2 separate regions of the Oryzias latipes genome follow, and region 1 is linked to region 2. The links are chromatin contacts, called in public Hi-C maps. All regions are on one chromosome and are shown on one strand. The core of a region is the stretch at or near the end of the contact, and the rest is flanking DNA. Distances in the headings are between cores, read along the strand shown. Region 1 overlaps pcdh9 (protocadherin-9). Region 2 holds the start of pcdh9 (protocadherin-9).

What was found. A called contact is a pair of places that touch in the nucleus more often than the background predicts.
Region 1: a Hi-C map of embryo shows a contact between it and region 2, with 2.5 times the contacts expected there. The contact joins the enhancer-like site here to the promoter of pcdh9 in region 2. A contact is called at or near these places in 3 of 5 Hi-C or Micro-C datasets (embryo and gastrula embryo).

The regions. Positions count from the first base shown.
Region 1 is chr3:15,151,440-15,157,026 of ASM223467v1, forward strand. All of the region lies in intron 2 of pcdh9 (protocadherin-9), which reads left to right. Among protein-coding and RNA genes, the nearest start is that of LOC110017366, 31 kb to the left of the region's middle. Within about 2 kb of position 3,337, at least 2 of the 8 cell types and tissues checked have an H3K27ac peak or open chromatin away from gene starts, as enhancers often do. A contact at or near this core is called in embryo and gastrula embryo, where this site is marked.
Region 2 is chr3:15,025,898-15,031,387 of ASM223467v1, forward strand. It overlaps pcdh9 (protocadherin-9), which reads left to right and starts at 3,775. Exons shown (of 4, transcript XM_020712961.2): 1 at 3,775-4,650; 2 at 5,077-5,490. The coding sequence starts at 5,169.

The sequences.
Region 1 (5,587 bases), core at 2,087-4,586, 130 kb after region 2:
ATAGTATAACCAGTGATTATCATTGCATGATAACAACAATCACTCTCAAATGTAATATTTGCCTCATGACAAAAAATTTACATCTAGCAGTAAATCATAATTTCAGCAATGACCATGTGCTTCATTTCTTCACTGAGAAAATTCCAGCAATAAAGCACTTTGCCATAAGTGTTTACGCTAAAAACAACAACATGTAATAATAGAATTAAGATGATGAGCACACCTGAAAAACAGCCATCCAAACTATGATTGGTGTTTTATTTACATTTATATGTTTTTTTTCCATACAGTCATCTGTGTTATGAGCATTTTCCAAGATTTAGTAACTGAATTTAGCTTAACTTACAGGAACCCGTGTGAGGGCAATACAAGTTATTCTCCAGAATTTATTGTTGAATAAAATAATAAAAAACAATAATAAAAAAAAACTTCAACAATCACATCGGCACTAGATACAATCAGGTCTAGATGCATCATCTTGTCCTCATTAGGTTCATGTCTGTAAAAATGTCCAGCTCTCTTTTTATCCTCTTACCCTCAACACTTGTTTGCAAGATGTCAACACAGGTTTTCATGCAGTTTTTAGCTCTCCAGCTATTGTTCAAGTCACAATCCTAAAAAACAGGATTACAGACTTGATGATCATACTGTAAAAAAGTACAAAGTTGTTGTATTTTTATTCAAAAGTGTTTCTTGAGTAATAGAAAAGTAAATGTGGTTATAAAAAGACAAGCATGAGGTGTGTTTTTGCTGTTTTAAAACATGCCATATTTTCCACACTGTAGGGCGCACTGGATCATAAGGCGCACCGTCAATGAATGGTCTACTTTCGAACTAATGTCATAAGGCACACCATACTATAAGGAGCTTTGAGGAAGAGGAAACAATCAGAGATACGCCCGTCAGTCAGTCAGACTTTATATGTTCATAGCAACTCCAGAACTTGTTTGTACGAAATGACATGTGACGTTAGAAGCGAGGAGTACATTGAAGTATTGGAGTATTCACAATAACTGTAACTCAAAACCGTGTTTGCAAATTTAAGAAAAACAAACGGATACAGTTAAAACAAGCATTACTGTGACTGCAGTAACTCCAAGCCTTGTTAATAACACAAAATAACAGACTGATACAACTAAAACAAACATTCCTGTGACCATACTAACTACCAACTATGCTAGTTACACAGAAAAAAACGCAGTCTGACACAACTACACGTTGGCCATGTTAGCGTATCTATAAAACAACCAACCTCGTTTGCAGCCTGTAAAAAAAACAGATTGACATTTAAACAATGCGCTGTTTACCTTAGAAAATTGTTTTGACATCAGTAAGCACAACCAGGATTAATCCATATACATGGAGCTCAGGATTATTCAGAGCACTGTCGTTTTTTTGTAAAATAATTAAGACTTTTGACCCTTGTGCCATCTTAGATGACCCCACCCTTGCATTGACGTGTTCTCCATACCATGAAAAAGGTGGATAAAGGTGGAAAGAGTTCATGTAATCCATGGACACCAGTGAAGATCACAAATCATTGAAGAAAAAAGTTTCAGCGCACTGTCTAGTGGGGTCTAGATGACCCAACTCCCAATGTTAAAGTGCCTAGGATAGCACAAGGGTTATAACAGACTTATATTGTGGAAAATATGGTGGATTTTGCTTGTAAGGGGATTCATTTGCAAATTGTAGTATTATTTTTTTGTATGCTGTGTTAGATTGATAAATCACAATGACATTTTATAACAGGGGCGTGAGATAATGACTAATTTCTCTAAAAATATTGTAAGTATCTTTGGGGTTTACTACATGTTTTTTATATATTGTAAGTCAGTTTTCAAACTGCCTTATAGTGAAAATCCTGATAGGATCTGTTTTTCTGCCAAATACAAAAAATCAAATAATACAAAAATGATGCTATCTTTTTTCTCAGCTGAAGTTAATGTTAGCTCTTGAAGTGCTGTCAACACGTCTTTCAATCAGACTTTCAGGAGAAAGAGGGTTCCATGGTGAGACAGAGATAGGCACGAGTCTCAGATGTGTGTTCTCATATTAAGCCCGACTGAGGACGAGGCGACTTGTCAGATCAGGTCACTTTAATTGATTTATCTGCTTGGCACAGCTGTGTGCACAGTACAATCTATCTTGTTTTAGAATGCAATTTAACCAGTTGCATCACAACAGGTCTCTGACAAAAAATCAATACTCTGCAGAGTAGATAGATGGATATAAAGATATGAAGATAGATAGGCAAAGAGAATGATGGAAAGACATATAGATAGAAATAATACCAGTTTGTGATTCTAAATTCATTCTTTTTGGAGAGCTCTTTCCTTTTACTCTGTGACCTGAATGCACTGAACCTTTTAGCCTACTGTTTGTCAAGGTCAAATCACTTTTTCTGATTGGGAATTCTTTACTCCTGCTTGCACATCCTTCTGCTCAAATAACATTGGGTGTCCTTCGTTCAGCCATTTTTACAAACCTAACAAACAAGAGAGAAACAGATTTGTTGCCATAGACAGGGTTTTACAAAATCGTATGTGTGTTTGTGTGAAGACCTTGTCTGAATGCTAATATTGATACAGTTCAACATTTTAACATACTAGAGATTGGATAACATCAGCAAGGTATATTATTTCATATGAATATTTTTCAAAAGGCAAGCAGTGGATTCTTTTCAGTCTTAAAACCCTACTAAAGTGTTCATTATGCTTTGTGCTTATAGTGCCCACAAGCAACTGCACAAATGGTAACAGAGCTTTGTTTGTGTTCAGTTCTGCTAGCAAGCTTGCTCAGCTTTGTGCACCTATACTGCAACTAACCACTGACCTCTGAAGGGAGCTATCTGACTGTTTTGTTTTACTTCATGTACCTAGCTTTTTCCTCTAAACATCCTGAAGCACTGCAAAACATATTCTACATCCAAATTACTTTTTTATTATTTTGTCAAAAAGCTTAATAAATCAAATTTTCTCCATGGGAGATTATTTTTGTTTCTTGTTATCATGAGCTTGAGTTTCAATTCTCATTGCATGCAGTTTCATTAAAGGTATTCATGTTGGAGAACAGGATAAGTGGGTTGATCCGCCAAACAATTTTGTACAGCCTTTGTCTCGGGATGATTAGGTAATCAATAGCATAATGGAAATTACCATTTCACATATGGGACAGATGGCTGGATGAAAAAAGAAACATTTTTTTTTTCTTTTTGACATTTCAGCTCAGATTTTATACTTTTCTTGTAATTTCCCAGGAGGTAAGTAGGCCCATCAGTGTCCAGCTTAGTCTTCTCATTTGTTGAACAGATAGGGTGCTTTCTCCTTTGTTCCCTCAGCACAATAGATAAGCTTCTGGCTTTTTGTCCCTCTGGGCTTTGTGATTCACTTGAAGAGAGTCAGAACAGACACCTCCAGCAATGGTGAGGGCGTAACATGTCTGTGAAAACCAAACACACTCTCGGCAGAAGTCATCCTTGCTTTAGCTGATCAAACTGCTCAAAAGATGTATCACTGCCTGAATGCAACATGAGTTCAGTACATTGATCAGACACTGAGTTAAGATGAAGAATACGGTGATAACTGGGTGTTTCACAGACAGTCTTTTTTATTGATGTGAGCATAGTTTGTTTCCTTGAAATGTAATTTCACACAAAAACACAGTGGCTTCGCTTGGATTCTAGACTTTCTATAATAAAGTCTGCAAAATCTTCCCATTGACCGCAACAGTCAATAAAGTATGATGTTTAAAGCAAAGCAATGTTGTTATTTATTTTATTATATATTTTTTGGTTACTCTGTCTTTGAAATAATAAAAGCAGAATTAAAGAAAAACTACAGCCTAAATAAACGGTTGAAGAATCAGTCTTAATATAACAATAAATTGCAGTGGCTCACCAGGCGAAATGAAAGAAAAGGCATAGGTTTGAAAATCCCCGGCTTGTTTGTCCGCCTGAGTGGCCTTAATTTGGTTGTATCACATGTATGCCTTGTGGTTGATACTGAGCAAGATGAATCATTGTAAAATATGAACCAGATCAGCTGCTTGTTTCCTGAAGGTAAAAGCTTGCACAACGGCTGGTAAATACGCAGAAGAGAGCCTGTCCTCTAAAATAATAAAGGAAGGAATTGTTGGGAAGGCTAGACGCTTTACATTCCCTAGCTTTTCTCTTTTTATTCATTTTCGAATATTCAGCTTGTTTGTGTGAGTATGTATAAAGATTTTAGTTTTTTTTTCCTTTTTCTTATGTCTTCCCGTTATTCTGACAGCGTGTCGTTGGCTGACTTTAAAACCTCTCATTTTGCCAGCCCTTAATCTCCTGCCAGTCATCTAGATCATCTAAAAGTGCTGAAAATCTAACCCCCCATCCATGGTGTCTGAAATCACAGCAAGATCTTTGCAGTTGTAGCACATTTCTGAAGCCAACTAATACCCTGAGAACAATCTGCAGGTTTCTGATAATGGCTTGTAAAATCTTTCATCTTGACATAAGCTGGCATATGCTGAGTGGCTCCACATGTTTATCTTAAAGCAACAAAAGCAGGACCAAAACATGTAAGGTAATCACTTCAAAGACCTCTATGCTTGACTCCAGTGTTAGATCCTGCTTTCTTTCTAATCAGCTGCTGACCGTGTGGGCATTACGTGCATCTGAAATTAGTTTACGAAATCTTGCTGCCGTATGTTGGGGGAAGCAAATTGGGTCTTTGAAAACCCTGTGGAAGAAAAAAAAAAGCTTTATGGAGCAAGGCCTAAATTAAACCGACCTTTGATGATTGTCTCTTGAATAACCAGCTGAGTACTGCCTGGGATAATGATACAAAACCGATCCATAATATATACGCTCACCACAGAATCCTACTAATTAAAAACACCAGGACTAGACTGAGACACACTTGTTAAGGTGGATTTAGTTTCTGTTCTTTTTTTAAAAAAACTTTTTTGAAATCTGTACCACCAAAGCATCTGAGAGAAAAGAGAACCTGACCTTTAGTCTTTTTTTCTTCAACCTTTGTTCAGATGTTGCCAGGCAAAATCTGCAAATGAATACTATTCCAGGAAACAGTAAAGACAACAGAATTTCAAAAACAAGTATTTCCTTCCTGAAACTCTTGATCAAGGGGATGGGGGGTTTTGGGTAGGGAGGAGGACTGAAAGACAGAAGCTAAGAAAGGGCATGAACCTCCCCTGTTGAGTAATGAAATTAAATGACAGCTCTTGAGTGAGGAAGAGACGCTGCAAGAAAGAGTGCACGAGAAAGAGAGTAGAGGGGGGGTGTTGACGAGTAGGGGCTCGGGGGTGGGTGGGGGGATTTTGTCCAGCCAGGAAATTGAAGCCATCACAAGCAAATTGAGTTCAGGTCCTCTTGGTGGGCAAGAGCAGACCAATCAATTTGGCCTAGTACTCAGTGCCTGTCAAGCTCACAGAAGGACACCTTGGCATCCAATAATAGGAGCACAGTAAACAACTGAGCCCTGCCTCTGTTAGTCTCAGCTACAGTAAAATCTAGCTATCCATACTTATTTCTCCTCGAGGGAAATAAATGTATGACAGTGCTCTGCTGCGGTACAGTGTGAGCCACAGA
Region 2 (5,490 bases), core at 2,525-5,024:
GCACAATCTGCAAAGTGATATGTGATTCAAATGTGTCAGAGAGGAGAGAAATGGAGAGGGGGGAGAAGCTCAAAGTGAAGGAAAGGAAGCAAATTACCGGCAGGGGCGGGCCATTAAGATGGGAGGTGACTCCTGTAGGGGATATCTCGCATTTTGGCAACTTGTAACATTAATTCACCCAGTTATATCTCCTTTGATCAAACAACATGTCAATCAATGCCCAGATAATTATTATGAATGGCATTTTATGTCTCGAAGGAAGTCGTGCAGCATCAAAGGGTGGTGCTGGCTCAATTAAAAAAATGTTTGTTTTGTAATATTTATTAAAGCTGCACATAGCAACAGTTGAATGTCTATTGGGTTGCCATCTGGGGAATCAAAAAAAATACAACAACTTGCAAGTATTTACAATTTTTCTTATAAGGTGGCAGCTCTGCATGTGCACATTTCACACTACCTTGTTATTGCCTTGTAAGGCCAGATGACACAAATTCCTAAAGGGTAATTCAAAGGTTCGTTTAACTGGAATCCATTTCAGAGGAAATACTAGACATGTCCCATCCAAAGCTTCACAGAGATGCTTCCAAACTAAGCCGGAGATGCATGATAGACGGTTCTGATTAGCATTCAGGGTCCACAGTAAGTGAGATGCCAATTATCCGCTGGGTCATTACCACTCTTTAGAGGGGTTGGATTGGCAAAATGGTTTTGGGAGGAAAAGGCTCACATTTTCACGGCAGATCCAGTTTTTCTTTTTTGAGCAAAACAAATAAAACCAGTTTCCTCGGAGAAAGGCAGCAAAAGCATAACAGAAGGGAAAGCAAAAATACAAAAAAAGAGGACCATTTTTTTTTATCAGGTTCTAAAACATAAGACATTGTTAGTAGAAGGAAGTGCCTCTGAATTTTAAACATTCACCTCAAAACACTGCTGAATCAAAAAAATAATAATAATAACAATTAAAAAAGGGGTGAAACTGTTTTAAAAAATCGGATTATTGTTGAGATCCAATTTTAAGTGCTCATTTGTTTTGCTGGCAGATGGCTCTGTATTACAAGCAGCAGGATTCAGCTCAAGTGATTACAACCCAACTTGTGTTTTTCTCTGAGTCAGCTGATTACAGAGACTGAGTGGGGAAAAGGGAAGAAAAATAAGTGTTCAGGACAATTGTTTCATTTATTTTCTTGTTTAATTGCTTTGTAAATTGGTGCAGAAATCTTATTTTTTGTTGTTTTTCTTACATGTGTACTGTGGCATGAACTCTGTTACTGACGTGAATTATTGTTTCTTCTCCTGAAAACAGTGAGAACGCATAAATAAAGATACAAATATTGGTTCATTTATATTATAACAGATTTTTTATGCTATAAATTGCGTAACTTACAAACTTATGAAAAAATGTCGAGCTTTTAGTTGGGCTTGCAGCTAACTTCTTCTCTTTCCTGACGCAAGTTGATTTTTCCAACCTTCATCTCTGCAGACTTTTATTGAATTAAAACACATAAAAATTACCTGTTTGACCTTGCACTTTGATGAATGCGAAAGAAACACACTTATTCCTTGTGTTATTCATGAGGCCAATTCAACAGCCTGGACAAGTCAATAAGTCAGTGTGAGAATCAAACCAAGTTGAATAGGGGGGTCGACTGCACCTGGTACACAAGGAATCACAAGGCCTTAGATGCAGGCACTTCCCTTTAGCTCTCTCCTCTGTGCGAGATTGTGGGAGGTGCACCGCAAGACCTAATGCATATATTAGCATTCTACATTATTCATCGCTTGTCAGTAGCTTGACTGGCAGAAACATTAGCTGCAACCGGTTCAAACCAGCAAAATAAATAAATAAATAACATTTAAAAAATAGTAAAACTGGGTCAGTTCAGACTCCAACTGCAGCTGGTTATTTTAGCCCCTCTGGTGCCTGATACCAGAGTTGTGCCGCATTCAGCTTGTTTGTAAAGACAAAATCCATAAGGTTTCAATGAGCCGTGACAGAAACTCTGCATCACTTGTGGAGAATTTTGATAGAACTAGTAATCGATGTGAGGGTCTTAAGAATTCCGTCAGAGGTTTTTGGAGCTTTGAAAATGTTCCTTTTCTGCTTTCCTAATTACGACATCCTTATGCTCACACACTCACCTTGTAGACCAGGCAAGTTTTCAAATCTCTGTAGGTAAACTTGTTGTGGAGGGAAAAAAAATATTAAACAAACTAGACACATGTACACACTCCCAGGGAGGAAGTAAAAGCAAGTGATGAGTTACTAATGACTCCAGCTGGCCACCAGAGCAAGAAGGTGTTTCACCAGCGCTGACAGTTATGTTGTCACTTTCCCATGTACCTCAGGGTGTCAGACTTTAAAACGAAGTGACAGATCACTCCTAAAGCTGCTCTCTCCCAGCTAAGGATGCTGAAGGCTGGATCTAGAGACAAAAAGGTCAGGCCACATAGGCTGGTTGTGCTAATGGACTGCTGACCGGGCAATAAGCCACCATCTCAAGAGACATTTGCAGCTGAGTTCTCACCTCAGTGATGCTCACATGTCCTCACATTATAGAGTGAGGCTCACACTCACTTTAGTTATCTAAATTCTTGCATGCTTCCACTAAATGAGTCGCTCTTTATGCCATTTAATGCGCCGTCCTCCTGAGGTGATGCTGAGGAGAGCTCTATTTCTTTTTTCCACTGAAAAATTAAATGTTTGAGCTTGAAGCTTGGTTGAGGCGTTTGTCAAGCTCCACCTCAAGATGGCAGTGTTTACCACGACAGACTTCCACCATAGCAACAGTAGCACAGCCAGGGTAAGCTGTGGATTTGAACTGAGAGGGGTCTTTTTCTCAACCGAAATGAAATAATGAGAGAAAAGCAGTTTGGGATGAAGTGATAGTGACAGATCTCAATGGATGATTTCAGTTTCCTCTGCCAAATGAACCCTTCCATCCTCACCTCTTATGGTGTCATGAGCTCCGGCTGCTTTTAAACTTTTAAAGGAGGATCCATCCTAGAATAGCATCCCAGCATCAGAGCATCAAGCATAGAAATTAATGCAATTTGTCTAATACTCAAAGAGCGTGCACTGTGAGCCACTATGACTTTGATGACTCGGATAGCTGTCAAGGTTATTTGTTATGGACAAGTGCTGACGACTGGCTGCGGGGTGCTAAATGTGGTATGTAGGGTGTGAATATGCACTTCGTGCAAAGATGCTTAGACAATGGTTTCTCTGTGCCGACTGCAGTTATAAGTGACTCTGCACAAAGATTGTGTTGTGTGTTATTTTTTTTTATTCTTAGCCAGATTCCAGAGAACACTTAAAGCATCTTTTTTTCTTATTTTCATTTATTTTGTCTGCACTTACTATTACATCCAACCTGACAACTGGCTAACAGGTTATATGTTTGATATGTCCTTTGGAGCCAATGTTTCCCTGTTTTTGCACACAGAAAACAAAACAACACAACAACACAGAGAATAATAACCTTTTTAATTATTATTTTACACTATCATCATCACAACAGCGTCATCATCATCATGAGCAGCGGCAGCATCCTCACCCCCCCCCCGCCCCCCTCCAGCCTTAGGGTTTTGGTTAAGCGCGTGCAGCCTGCAGCATCTCCATGGAGCATCACACAGCGGACGACCCTCCGGATTGCGTTAAATGACGTGACCGCGGGCCAATCCCGAGTCCGCTCGCTTAGACGACGCAATTGAAAGAGATGGGCGGTGTCCAATGACGAGGGTTGGCGGGGTGGAGGGGTGAGAGAGGAGGAGGAGGAGGGGTGGGGGCGCTGGAGTGGTATACTTCACCACCCCTCCTGTGGGTTTGCAAAGAGTTCGTGCGCGATATTCAGCTCTGGGAGCGCGAGGGGTGAGGAGGACCGGCGCATCCACTCAGCGAATCGGTGTGACTCTGAAGTGCCGTCTTTATTTTTATTTCATTTTGGCATTTCCATGTGGGATTGACTCCGAAGTAATAACCTTTACTTAATTTTTTTTCTCCTTTTAAAAAAAATCCAGTTTGCATCTGGCGATTACTGATGAAGCTTGTTGAAGTTGAAACATGACGGGACACGCGTGTCTCTTTTTGCATTCACCTCGTCGGCGCCTTCACCTTCACAGGTAGCAAGGGGAGAAGATTTTATTTTTTAATATAGAAAAAAAAAACAGCTTTGAAATTCTTGCTCTTTTTATTTTCATATATTTTATGGGACAGTCTGAGAGATGAACACTGATTTTGGGAGCCGTTTTTAATGGAAAAGACCGCAAATCATTCACTGACCACCTTGCTGTGTCTGCTCGCCGCGCGGCGCTGATCACCGCAATCCCCGCAGGTCGCGCAGTCGGGTCCCCTGTCCGTTCCTAAACTTCAACGGGGAACTGCGACACGGGCTATGTCGCTTCTGGCTGACCCCTTTCTGTGCGATCAGCATCTTATATCCCAGACCTTTTCTTCAGTCTGATTAGTCTTACGGACCAGTTATTGCATTATCCCTCCACCTCCTCCTCCTCCTCCTCTTCCCTTGGACCCAGACGCAGATCAGACAGAGGAGGATCTCTCCAGCACTAAACTCTGGCACACAGCGGCGCGCGGGATGAGAAGACTATGAGCTGACACACTCCAGTTTTTCTCCTTCGCTGCAACGGATTTGGGTATGTAGGATAAGAATAGGTCTCAGTTGCCCACTGAATTTAACATCTGACTGAGCGTACTTTGTATGCTTCATTCATGCGCATTGATTCGTTAAGCAGCCCACACACGGCTTAAGCTCTTTAAATTTGACAATTTAAGTGTGAAATTAATAAGAACGTGTAATGTGTTGTGAAGTTTGGCTGCCTGCGGGGTTTAGAAATTCTCAGTGACCATAAAATGTGGAGGATTGGGGGGGATGTGAAGGTGTGTGTGTGTGTGTAGGGGGGGCATAACAAGGGCAGCTGCTGTTGCTTTTTAAGAATGCTATTTATTAAAGCAGGTAGTAATATTTCAAATGGGGTTCAACTCTAAAGTTTTTTGACTGCTGATTGAATTGTTGTGCATGTTAAAGTTACTTAGGAGAAACTCTTGTTATTTATTCATAGGTGTGCACGTGGACGATTCCTGTCATCGCCTGTTACAGCAGTGCTTACAAAAATTTGCTAAGCTGAGCTGTAAAAAGGCTGGAAACTATATCATGGATCTGAAAGACTTTTACCTGTTGGGCTCCCTGCTTGCCTGCATATGGTTAGATCCATCCATAGCTCAAGAGCTGATCTACCCAATCAGAGAGGAGCTGCAAGAAAATGTCCTAATTGGAAATATACCAAAGGACCTAAACATTTCCCATACAAGTGCTGCAACTGGAGCAAGTGCTAATCTAGTGTACCGGCTCGTCTCGAAAGCAGGAGATAGCCCGCTGGTGCGCGTTCTGGGCAACACTGGAGAAATATTTACCACGTCAAACAGAATTGACAGAGAAAAGTTGTGCCCTGGTTCCTCGTTTGAGGATGCAGAGT